Regions from separate parts of the Pan troglodytes genome. Here region 1 is linked to region 2. The links are chromatin contacts, called in public Hi-C maps. All regions are on one chromosome and are shown on one strand. Each heading gives the region's core, a stretch centred on a gene start, on an enhancer-like site or on the middle of the called end of the contact. The rest is flanking DNA. Distances are from core to core; before and after follow the strand shown.

Region 1 (6,178 bases), core at 830-3,329, 440 kb before region 2:
ACTGATGTGGCATCCATACTGCACCACCCCAACCATTCTGTGTCCCCTTGTCCCGTATGATCTTTTCATAGCAATTTACACCATCTGAAATCACACCTTTCTCTGCCCACCATGGACCTCGTCATGTGCATAAGCCCTCAATGCCTATTTGTTAATGATTGGACATCTCTGACCATCAGATTCCAGAGGTGCCTCAGCAATGGACATTTATTTGTGCGATGGTTTAATACACAGTGTCTCCTCATCCATGCTTTCGTGAGATTCCCATGACCTGTGAAGAACAAAGGGCACGCCTGGGGCTCAGAGAAGTTACGAGGTTTGCCACTGTGAGCAAATGGTAGAGCTAAAGCTAACCATACAATTAGGACTCTTTCCCCTAGACCCCTAGAGTGAAGAAGGAGCCTTGAGGGTTTATGGTGCAGCCTCAAAACACACACCCGTGGTGAGCGGCCGCACACAATTCTGCCCCTAGAGGGCAGTGGCTGCACACACATGGACATCGGACGCATTTGGACCACTAGCTGGTTAGTGATGGGTGTCCACGTCTTCACCTAGTTTTTTGTTTTTGTTTGTTTTGTTTTGTTTTTTGAGATGGAATCTCGCTCTGTTGCCCAGGCTGGAGTGCCGTGGCACAATCTCAGCTCACTGCAACCTCCGCCTCCAGGGTTCAAGTGATTCTCCTGCCTCAGCCTCTCAAGTAGCTGGGACTACAGGTGTGTGCCACCATGCCCAGCTAATTTTTTGTATTTTTAGTAGAGGCGGGGTTTCACCATATTAGCCAGGATGGTCTCGATCTCCTGACCTCGTGATCCGCCTGGCTCAGCCTCCCAAAGTGCTGGGATTACCGGCGTGAGCCACTGCACCCAGCCAACTTCACCTAGATTTTAGAAGACGGAGACATCCTGATCATACCAAGACAAGAATACAGTTCCATAGACCTTACTGGCCTAGTGTGTTTCCAGGAAGTCTGGAACTTCCTGGGTGGACCTCCTGCCTTTACCACGACTTCTTCCAAGGAGAAAGCTAGAACTCAAGCCCAGTTCAACTCTGTGTTTTCCTTTCTGCCCTTGGATACCTTCCTACCAGTCTTGCTCAATTTGGGCACTCCTGACATTTTGGACTGGAAATTTTTGTTACTGTGGGGGGCTGTCCTGTGCATTGTGAGGGGCTGTCCAGAATCCCTGGCCTCTACACCAAATTGCTAGCAGTCCTCACTCCCCGTCTCAGTTGTGACAACAGAAAATGTCTACAAACATTGCCAAATGTTTGGGGGAGGTAGAAGGAGAAGGTAACAACATTGGCCTGGTTTGAGAGCCACTAAACCAAACCAGCCATGGAATAGATGCCGTGGAGTCTAGCCGTGAACTGTTGTCCAGGAGGCGGCTGGGGAGGAATTCACAAATGTTCCCAGCACATGATCTGGCAATTTCTGTGTAAACTTTTCTTCCAGTGATATTTAATTTTTTTTATCATCTCCAAATGGTAATTGTTTGCAAATTAAGTGGTGTTTATCCTCCTGGCTATGAACTCTAAACAGAGTGCAGGAGCTTTTTTGTTTTGTTTTCTTTTGGTGTGTATGTGTGTGTTTTCTGGTCTGCACGGTTCTCAGTCCCTCAGAACCATTTATTTCCTTTTATTGTTGTTTTCCTCACTTGGCTTCCCCCCTCCACCAGACAGGCTTAATAACTGGCAATCATCACATCGCAGGGCAAAGCAGTCGGCAGCCACCCCCGCAACGGAGGAATCAGAGCCTGAATGCTCTGGAACTATTGCCTCTTTTGTTTTTCCAGGCAGACTCCAGTTTTGTCTCTTGACTATCCCTGAATAAAGAGAATCTTAAAACATCATGTGGCTGCAAATGGCTTCACATAAGCTGGAAGGAGCAATAAACAGGAAGTCCACAGCAAAGGAGAAATAAAAATGATCAGTCAATTAGGCTGTGAGAATGACTTCACTGAGCGCCCCCCCACCTCCACCTCCAAGGCATCTTTGGAGGAAACTGGGCTGCATTAATCAGGCCTGGGCAGGCAGGCCCCAGAGCAGAGCTGCCAGGAGGGAAGGCCTGCAGTGAGCCAGCGATGGGGAGTGAGTGCCACACCACTTCCAGAGCCAAAGATCTGCCAGGAGGGGCAGGACAATGTGGCCCACATGCGGTGAGCAAATCATCCAGCCAAGTTGCAAAACTTCCATGACACTCTTTTATCCTGTCCTGGGGTGGGATGAGAGGCCCCACGATGAGGAATGAACACAATTGCCCCGGTGCTGCAGCCCACACCTGGCTGCTCTGGTGACACTCTGGACTCTCACATTCAGACAGGACCCCCCACAGTGTTCTTGAGCCATCTCGGCCCCGAAAGTCCCATGTCTAGGGAACTTGCTGCCCTTCCCAGCCACCACCAGTGCCTATGGCTTACATGCCCAGGTATCCTGACCCAGCGATGCCCCTCCAGAGCAGGAATCATCACCACGATAAGTTAGGCCCGGCTCCACCCTACCCAGGAGGCCTTCCTGAAAACAGCATCACAGAGAATTCGGAGGACGTCATAGCTACTGCTTTGATGTCGGGCTTAAAGAGAAAGCATGCCTCCTAAAGCAGAGAGAGAGGAGAGAAAGAGATAATCAGCCTCTCGGTGTCTCATTTCATGAAGAGGGTCAGATTGTACAAACGGGGAGTTAAATAAAAAAGGATGTAGGAGGAGGTTCAAACTAATTTGAGGTCAGAAAAGTGAGAAACATATTTTTAGTTTCTAAGACCACCTAAAGAAGGCAGGGTAGTCCAGGCATGGTGGCTCACTCCTGTAATCCCAGCACTTGGGGAGGTGGAGGCGGGAGGATTGCCTGAGCTCAGGAGTTTGAGACCAGCCTGGGCAACAAGGTGGAACCACATCTCTAAAAAAAAAAAAAAAAAAATAGCCAGGTATGGTGGTGCATGCCTATAGTTCCAGCTACTTGTGGGGCTGAGGCGGGAGGCTCTCTTGAGCCCAGGAGATCAAGGCTGCAGTGAGCCAAGATCATGCCACTGCACTCCAGCCTGGGTGACAGAGCAAGACTGGGTCTCTTAAAAAAAAAAAAAAAAAAGCAGGGTATACCACATGTAGAATATTATGATTTAAAAGTAGTTCCCTCTCCAATCCTAGTTCCTCTAGTCCATCTTATTTTATTTATTTATTTATTTAAGAATGAGTTTCGCTCTTGTTGCCCAGGCTGGAGTACGCAACACCATCTCAGCTCACTGCAACCTCTGCCTTCTGGGTTCAAGCGATTCTCCTGCCTCAGCCTCCCAAGTAGCTGGGACTACAGGCACCCACCACCATGCCTGGCTAATTTTTGCATTTTTAGCAGAGATGGGGTTTCACCATGTTGGTCAGGCTGGTCTCGAACTCTTGACCTCAGGTGATCCACCCACCTCAGCCTCCCAAAGTGCTGGGATTATAGGCGTAAGCCACCACACCTGGACTAGTCCACCTTATTTTATTGTGGCTACGCTGTAAATCCATTCTGGAAGTGGCCAGGGTCATGTCTCTATACTAGGGGTTCAGCTGCGGATAGTGGGGAGCATTTTCAAGGAGGCCTGAGAGAAGGCAGGTGTTATGCATGATGCAAAACAGCAGGGTGATGGCAGAGCTCTGACCTCAATGCTCCTGAACTAGAGGTGGTCGTTAGGACTAGGTTGTTTTCCAACAGCTGACACCCCTGTGATTGGACCAAAGAGTTAGATATTTTAACCCAGTGTGTAAACGTGGTTAATCTCCAGCTTCTGTTTAAGCAATGGCCCATCTTCCTGGAAACATTCCTGCTCTCTGAGCCCTGGGATCTTGGAATAGAACCACTTGCCGGAAGTGGCCATTGCTGCTCCACCACTGTAGAAAAATCTCCTGCCCAGGTGCCCAGGCTTCTCTGTTTTATCAGCTGCTGCAAGATTCTCCATCACCTCCCTAAGCAGACCCAGCAGGAATCCAACCATTGCAAGCCTATCACTTTTCAACAACGTGGACACTTACATGGTAAGACTAGATCCACGTTATGCTGGAGTGAGGAGAGGCTCAGTAAAGCTTCCTATCTCCCAGAGAAGCCATGTGCTGAGAACTGACCCAGCCAGTTGTCCTGGACAGTAAGTGAATCAATCGGTAGAAGCCTCTGCTATGCGCCTGGGCTGTGTGTTCAGTACTGTAGTTTATACGAAAGAAGCCAAGAAAGATGTGGTCCTGCCATCCGTGAAGTTGCACCCTAGTCTAACTCACAAGACTAACGACATGTGGGCTGAGATCATACGATAAGGCCACATGACCATTCTGGCCTTCGGTAAACCCAAGCCTGAACATATATGTAAAGCTATGGTGCTTCATTAAATAATACTGCACATTGTTATTTAACTTTTCTTCTATGTCTTGTACCACCATAAGGTCATAAATTCCTCTAAAGTAGGAAGCACAACTTACCCTTTTTAGGGTCTCATGCATCCCCCCACCCCCTACAGCTTTCAGCACAGGTGCTTGTGATGTTGTTACTGGATGCTCTGGTGAGTATAATTGCGTGAAACACAATAGAATTGCAATAGGAGTTTGTGTACGGGAGTAATCTGGGTGGGCTGGGGTAGTTGGAGAGGGAGGCTTCCCTGGAACTGCAAAGGGCAATTGACAGTAAAAATACCACAGTTTTTTTTTTCTTTTCCTTTTGAAAGTAGTGATTAAAGACAACATTTAAAAAACTGTAAAAGTGTAAATATTCATTATAGAAACATGTCAAATGAAGAAAAATATAAAGAAGGAGATTCAAATCACGGGTAATTTCATTCCCAGACATGAGTGAGCTCACAGAATACATAATTATCAACTGTAACAAGTGCAGTGAAGAAAGAGACCAGCAAGAGAATAAATCTGAGAGACCTGATCTAGAATAGAGGAGGCCTCTCCCAGGATGCAACATTGAAGCTGAGACCTGAAGGATGAGCAGGGTTGAGATGGATGAAGAGAGAGAGAAGCACATAACAGGTGTGTTAAAGGATGCATTTCTTTAAGAAGCTAATTATGCCTGTAATCTCAGCACTTAGGGAGGCCGAGGTGGGCAGATCGCTTGAACCCAGGAGTTTGGGACCAGTCTGGGCAACATGGAGGAACCTCATCTTTACAAACACACACACACACACACACACACACACACAAAATACTAGCTGGGCCTGGTGGCATGCACCTGTAAGTCCTAGCTACTCAGGAGGCTGAAGTAGGAGGATCACTTGAGCCTGGGAGGTCAAGGCTGCAGGGAGCCATGATTGCACCATTGCATTCCAGCCTGGGCCACAGAGTAAGACCCTCAAAAAAACAAAAACAAAAACAAAAAAAACCAGGTGAATCATCATAAGATGAACATCTGTCAAAGTTTTTATTTAATCTTTAACCTCATTAATGAATGAGGGAAACATTAAGATCTTACAACTGGTTCAAAGGCTAATTCAAAGTACCACACTTACATAGGTCAATCAAGAATGCTGAAATGAACACGTCAAAGATTCCAAATTCGGTGGATGAAGGGCAGTTGTCCCTCTGCTGGATAGAATGTATTGGCATATGGAAAATAATCCTTACATTGCTCTTAGTCATCTACAACTTGCAGAGTTGTCTCTAGCTCAGAAAATGAAAGATGGAGATGACCAGGAAGAGTAAGTCAGAATGCCTACAAATTCTTCCCCCATTTCAAAGCCTTTCACAGTTTGTCCTGATGTGTGCAAATGTCCTGGGAAGGAAACAGCTTAAGAGAAATGAAAGAAGAGGAGGTTGCTGGGGTATAATGAGCCAGGAGGAGGGTGGTTGAGATAGGATTCATGGTGTACGTTCCCATTTGTGGGCTGTGTGTTTGTGTGTGTCAAGGTAAAGCTTATTTCTTCTTCATTTATTTATTTATTTATTTATTTATTTATTTATTTATTTATTGAGACAGAGTCTCGTTCTGTTGCCCAGGCTGGAGTGCAGTGGCGCAATCTCGGCTCACTACATCCTCTGCCTCCAGGGTTCAAGCAATTCTCCTGCCTCAGCCTCCTGAGTACCTGAGATTACAGGTGCCCGCTAACTCTTCCAGCTAATTTTTTTTTTTTTTTTTTTAGTAGAGACAGGGTTTCACTATATGTTGGCCAGGCTAGTCTTGAACTCCTGAACTCAAGTGATCCACCCACCTCAGCCTTCCA
Region 2 (6,310 bases), core at 1,218-3,717:
CTGCCATTTACACAAAATATTTGAAAACATGTCTGTAAATAACGTTGTAGAACTGAGATATTGAGTATCTAATCATGTAAAGGACCCTCAGATGGGACAGGCTGTTGGACAACTTTCCTGGTTCATGAAGTGGAATTTCCTTTTCGAGTAGTTTCTTGCATGGTGTATTCCAATAGGTCAAACCCAGACCTACAGTTTGCAAACAGGCCATCTGTAGAGAATACAATCTCTGGACTGCCCAGGACTTGTTGCTTGTCTTTCATTTCATTTTAAATACAAAGCTCTTCCTTTAGCATTCACCTTGAAGTCAAGGTGTTGGCTGCCACATGCCGTGTCCTCTTAACAAGTTAAGAAAACAGTGGCTATGGAGCCCTCACGGCTGGGAAGCTGACATTCTATACTTCCACATGAGAAAAAGGACATTGGAAATTGCTTTATTTCTGGGCAGCGTAGACTAAAGTTACTTTTCACAAGGCTGATGCATCCAGCCACCCCCAGTTGTCCAAGTTGGTGCAGACATGAATTGATGAATGGAAACACTTTCCTTTGGCCTAGGGCCACCTAGAATTGGTCTCTGGTTATTTGTAAAACAAAAAGTAGAACTTGCTTCCATTTTCAGATGGACTAGGGAATACTATAATTAGACAGCTTTGCAATGAATTAACAAATACTGAAAAGTTGGAAATGTGTATATACTGAAATCTCACCAACTTTTACCTGGGGTGGGGTACCAGGAGAAAGGGAACCCCCTTTCTCCTGGTAAAGGGTAAGGGGGGGGATAATGTTTACCACAGGTACGAAATAGTCACTTTAACATTGAGACCTCTGCCTCATTGAATTCAGGTTTTTTAAGTACTTGAAACTCTTCAGATTCTCCTTATTTTAGTTTCTTTTTACATTTATGAAGTAGAAAGCATTGTTTTGTAAACTGTTTTGAAAATAAATAGCCTAGTCTCTTATCCTCTTTAGCGTGGATTAAAGGTGAAGTTCTGCAAATGGGAGAGTGTTCACAGTAGATAGCTCAGATTGATTGAACACATTTGAGGAAGAGACTCCTGCATGAGATACCAGCATTTTTACAAATACTTTTTATGTACGTTCTTTATTTTGTCATTTTGTCAACCCTCTCCCCAAGCACATCTTCTTTCCTTTTACTATGTCTATGTAGGGAAAAAACAAAACAAAAAATTGCACTTACGTTACACTCCCAAAATGTGGGTAATCCGTGTCTTTCAAAAAACATTTCTGTTTTTTGTTTTGGTCAGTCCATTGCATAAGTGACAAGTTTGGGTGCTTGTGGCACGTATGTATGAAGCGGGAGGGGGATGAGAATTGCCTGTCCTTCAGTAGGCTGTAAAAGTAATTTACATGTAAGTAAAAAGGGAAAATAGAATAGATGCCAAAGTCATTTATTCAGTCCTTAGTTTTCTTATGTGGCATTACTGCATCTGCTAGTTAGTGAGAAAGCACCCTCAGCTTTTACTGCTCCCCTCCCTGCCTGCCAACACACTTGATGTGTGCAAACAGCCCTCAAGTATCTGTCAGATGACCTATATAAGGTATTGAATAAGGTATTCTTGTCAGTTTAGAAATGGACTGGATAAAACTTACTTGGTTGTCATTATTTTATCTCATTTGTCCTGTTACATGCCCTATGTTAAGAAAATTATATTGCCACTAATAACCAAGATGCTAAATGAGTATTACAACTGGCTAATATCATTTTTTATATACAAGGGTATGTGTATATTTGGAATTGATATGAGAAACTCATTTGTACCCATTTGAGTGATATTGCACAACAAACACAGATACCTACAGACTCCGTTTTCATTTTCTCGTGTTCTTTATGATAATGATCTTTGTAGATTGGTTATTTCTGTACTTTATCTGTAATAAACTTTGTAGATCCTGTGAACCGTTACTTTGCCTAAATCACTTGAGACTTGAGTCTTTAATAACAAAGCATCAATATTCACTAAAGTCAATCTCTTTTGAGTTTCTGTGACTTGGCTAGAAGCTCTTGACACTAAGGGATTAGTGTTAATTTTCCCTGGGGGTGTTCCACTAGGGCATTACTGTATAATGACTTGATGTTGCCACATAGACTTCAAGATATATAATATTTTGAGGATTTTGTTGATTGGCCTATGTTTTATTGCATAGTGTGAAACGTGTAAAGCTTGGTTAACCTGTATATAGATAGCTTATTGTTGACTAGTTATAGTGTATTTAGGGTTGCCTGTAATATTTAAGCTTCTTTACTGATGTGTGTGCTGGTAGGAACATATAATTTTTGTACATTATATTTACTGAGATGTTGCCTTTTTTATTTTACAAATACTTTGGAATTCCAATGTGTTTTTTGCTTCCGTGAGGATTAATTTGGAAAGGTTTTTAATGACATTCCACTGATTTCAGATTTTGCTTGAGATTGACTTCAATAAATTGTCCTGTATGTTCCAAATTAAATATGTGGGCTTGTTCTTTGCCAATAATTTTTTGCTACAACAAACACTCTGGGCAGGAGGCCATCCTGGGTGGGAGGACTAAATGACACAATCCAGCCAACCTCAGGTAGTGTGGCTTCCTGCAGAATGCGGCTGTGTTGCTAAGGAACGAGGATCTGAGAGCGGGCTGTTTGGTTTTCCATTTAGAGGCGAGGTCCCGGGAGAAGGCTGCTCCCCGCGGTGGTGTGGTTGGGCCGTGGAGACGAGCTGCTGATGGACCGTACGCCGACCTACTCGGCTGGAACTGGGGCGCTGGCTCCCTGCTGAACGCACCAGAGGGCAGCTCCGCTGGCTTTGCGTACCCTTTGCCAGACGATGCCCTCGGCACAGCCCCCAGGCCGTCTTCCTGGGGAGCCGCCGGAGCGCGGGCAACTGGGAGAGGGGGCGGTGCCCAGTTCCCGGCCCGGCCCTCCCCGCGGAGGTGGCCACGTCAGCGCAGCGTCGCTCGGGGCTCGCGGCCGGATGGGGAAGGCGGCGGCGGCGGTGGCCTTTGGGGCCGAAGTGGGCGTGCGGCTCGCGCTGTTCGCGGCCTTCCTGTAAGAAAGATCCACGGCCGGGCCCGGGCGGCCCCGCTTCCCAGGCAGGCGGGCGGCACGGGGCGGCGGGTCGGGCAGTGGGGAAGCGGGGAGGAAGCCAGGCGACCTGCTCTGCGCTTCTTTGTTCCCCTCTAGGGTGACGGAGCTGCTCCCCCCGTTCCAGAGACTCATCCAGCCGGAGGAGATGTGGCTCTACCGGAACCCCTACGTGGAGGCGGAGTATTTCCCCACCAAGCCGATGTTTGTGCGTGGAGAAAGATCGTCTCTCCTCCCTCCCCATGACCGGGCTTCCCGCGGGCACCTGTGCGTTTTCCACCCCGAGACAGCCTTTGTAGGGACCCACTGCCCACTCCGCTGCTGTGCGCTGGGTTCCGCCTCCTAGGGCTCGAGTGTTTGTTTAAGATCCTGATTGATTGATTGATTGAGAGAGGAGGGTGTCCGAGCCTCTTTGGGCTGAGACAACGTTTTCCCGGGCGCTCTGTGCCTCAGCCTGAGGTACCGGGGCCCGAGCCGCACGGGCGCTGCTGTTCACTGGTGGCGCTGCCTGGCGCCCGGTTACGCGCACTCAGAGACCTTATGTTAGCGCCAGTGAGTCCTGCTGTGTCACATCCCTCTTTCCTGTAGGAGCACGAGTGTGGCTTTTTTTTTTATTATTGTTTTTAACCTCTGACATTCTGATTCAGGTTATTGCATTTCTCTCTCCACTGTCTCTGATCTTCCTGGCCAAATTTCTCAAGAAGGCAGACACAAGAGACAGCAGACAAGCCTGCCTGGGTGAGCGCTAGCCCTTTCTGGCCGGTTTCTTCGTGCTGGGAACCTAGGAGGTCGTTGTGGGATTCAGCCACGGTGAGCCTGTGTGGAGGCCACTGAGTTCTGCATTCCTAAAGGAACTCTATCCCCGCGGGAGAGGAAAATAGCACTGCAGGGACTTGGTTACGCAGGCTACACCGCAGGCAGCCCTGTGCCTAAATGCACTGGGTTATTTGTACCTCAGAAATGTCTTTGGCCTAGTACAAAAGTTCTCGGCTACAAAAGAGTGATCACTGAGGACCCTAATTATTTTTGTGCCCAGGCCTGGTTGGATTCTATCCATCTCAGAAACAGCACGGCTGCTCTCATAACGAGGCCATGACCATACCTTTCCTCCTAGACAGATCCTTTTAACTAATGGCTTTGCTTTGCAGCTGCCAGCCTTGCCCTGGCTCTGAATGGCGTCTTTACCAACACAATAAAACTGATCGTAGGGAGGTAAGTGACAACAGCTAACCACCCCAGCATCTGCCTCAGCCCTTACCCACCAGAACAGAGAGGTTAATGGTGTCCACCACACGTCTTTCTCATTCTTTTCTCCTTTATCTTCACTCTGATTTTTCTTTTGTCATTCAACGCTTACTCCCTTCCCCATACCTCAGTCCTCCAGGTGACACCTGGGCTCTTTTCTGCCTGAACAGCATTTCCCACCAACGGCCACAGCAGTCGGTCAGTGTCCTCTTGAGCACCTCCTGAAGCTGCAGTGTCATTTGCTGTTTGCCCTAAAAAGTAATCATGTGCTGGAGTGGGCGTTTTTCCCCTAATTTAAATGCTGACCTTGAAAGTAAGGCTTTTCTCTTAGTGTGGTGACTATACTAATCCAGTTACCTTATTTTGCCTGGGGCACTATTTGACCAATAATTAACAGGATTATTAATGTCTGCTACAACTGAAAAATAATTTCTGGAGTTAATGACTTACGTTCCAACCATGCTGCTTTCTTCCAGGCCACGCCCAGATTTCTTCTACCGCTGCTTCCCTGATGGGCTAGCCCATTCTGACTTGATGTGTACAGGGGATAAGGACGTGGTGAATGAGGGCCGAAAGAGCTTCCCCAGTGGACATTCTTCCTGTATGAATATCATATGGACTCTACCCTATGCTTGTTTTCACATCATTGAATTTAACCTAGAAATCTAGTAGGGATGGGAAAATCTGACTACTCTTGTTTCTACAATTTGGAAAATCCCCCCTTCTTTAGTAACTCCACAGTTTAACAAGTCTGAGCCTTGACTATTTGGGTAAATATTACAGAACAGAAAGGTAGTTTACCTTCATGAGATTTACACATTTAATTGTTATATTATTTGCCTAGATCCTGCAATCTTGTACTAGCAGTAAAAATAACCTTTAACGAAGAGTTTCTATGTGTCAGGTACTTTGAAGCATTTTCATTTCTTACCTAATTATAGCTCACAATAATCCAATGAGGTGGGGACTATTGTATTTATGAGTCCCATTTATAGATGAGGAAACTAAAGCATCAACAAGTTAATACATATAGCTAGTATACCGAAAACTATACTCAGATAAAACATTAACTTTGGGGCACTAAGTCCTTCATTTTTCTTTTTGTTTCCCTTTCCTTCACAATGACTTACACTATAAGTATACACAAAAAAGGATTAAAACACCCTCATGGCCAGGTGTGGTGGCTCATACCTGTAATCCCAGCAATTGGGAGGCCAAGGCACGCAGGTCACTTGAGGCCAGGAGTTCAAGACCAGGCTAGCCAACATGGTGAAATCCCAACTCTACTAAAAATAAAAAAATTAGCTGGGCATGGTGGCACACACATGGAGTCCCAGCTACTCGGGAGGCTAAGGCAGGAGAATCGCTTGAACCCGGGTGGTGGAGGTTGCAGTGAGCCGAGATGGTGCCACTGCACTCCAGCCTGGGCGACAGAGCAAGACTCTGTCTCAAAAAATAAATAAATAAAAACATACTCATGCTTCCTAGCCTCCTATGTGGGGATGAATGAGGTAGCTTCCTTTAAAAGACAAACCACTTAAAAGTTTTTCTTGTTCCAGTTGCATTTGCTGGTCTGGCCTTTGCGTCCTTCTACCTGGCAGGGAAGTTACACTGCTTCACACCACAAGGCCGTGGGAAATCTTGGAGGTTCTGTGCCTTTCTGTCACCTCTACTTTTTGCAGCTGTGATTGCACTGTCCCGCACATGTGACTACAAGCATCACTGGCAAGGTAAGCAAAGTACTCAGGCCATGGAAGCTTGCATATTTCACTCATTTTATTCCTAGCACCTAGCACAGAGGAGATGCTTACTAAATATCTGCTGAATGAACAAATTAATGAGTATGGATGGTCTGGGTTCTGTACTAAGAATATACATTTAAAATTATAGGAAAGATAAGACAAAAAGAGTTTACCAAAGATAAACATCCTAATTTTTCCATTATTTGAAGCATTGTAAGTTCAAGTTAAACTGCATCTACAG

Evidence for each region. A called contact is a pair of places that touch in the nucleus more often than the background predicts.
Region 1: a Hi-C map of stem cell-derived neural progenitor cells shows a contact between it and region 2, with 5 times the contacts expected there. The contact joins the enhancer-like site here to the promoter of PLPP5 in region 2. A contact is called at or near these places in 1 of 7 Hi-C or Micro-C datasets (stem cell-derived neural progenitor cells) and 1 of 1 datasets of contacts at active chromatin or transcription factors (stem cell-derived excitatory neurons).

Annotation. Positions count from the first base shown.
Region 1 is chr7:47,107,787-47,113,964 of NHGRI_mPanTro3-v2.0_pri, reverse strand. No RefSeq gene overlaps it. Among named protein-coding and RNA genes, the nearest start is that of TACC1, 16 kb to the left of the region's middle. Within about 2 kb of position 2,079, at least 5 of the 24 cell types and tissues checked have an H3K27ac peak or open chromatin away from gene starts, as enhancers often do. A contact at or near this core is called in stem cell-derived neural progenitor cells, where this site is marked.
Region 2 is chr7:46,666,602-46,672,911 of NHGRI_mPanTro3-v2.0_pri, reverse strand. PLPP5 (phospholipid phosphatase 5) reads left to right here and starts at 2,467. Exons shown (of 7, transcript XM_519712.9): 1 at 2,467-3,046; 2 at 3,182-3,290; 3 at 3,730-3,820; 4 at 4,231-4,294; 5 at 4,804-4,928; 6 at 5,887-6,057. The coding sequence starts at 2,826. It overlaps NSD3 (nuclear receptor binding SET domain protein 3), which reads left to right. Exons shown (of 24, transcript XM_519713.8): 24 at 1-2,472. DDHD2 (DDHD domain containing 2) reads right to left here. Exons shown (of 17, transcript XM_063817021.1): 17 at 4,383-4,578.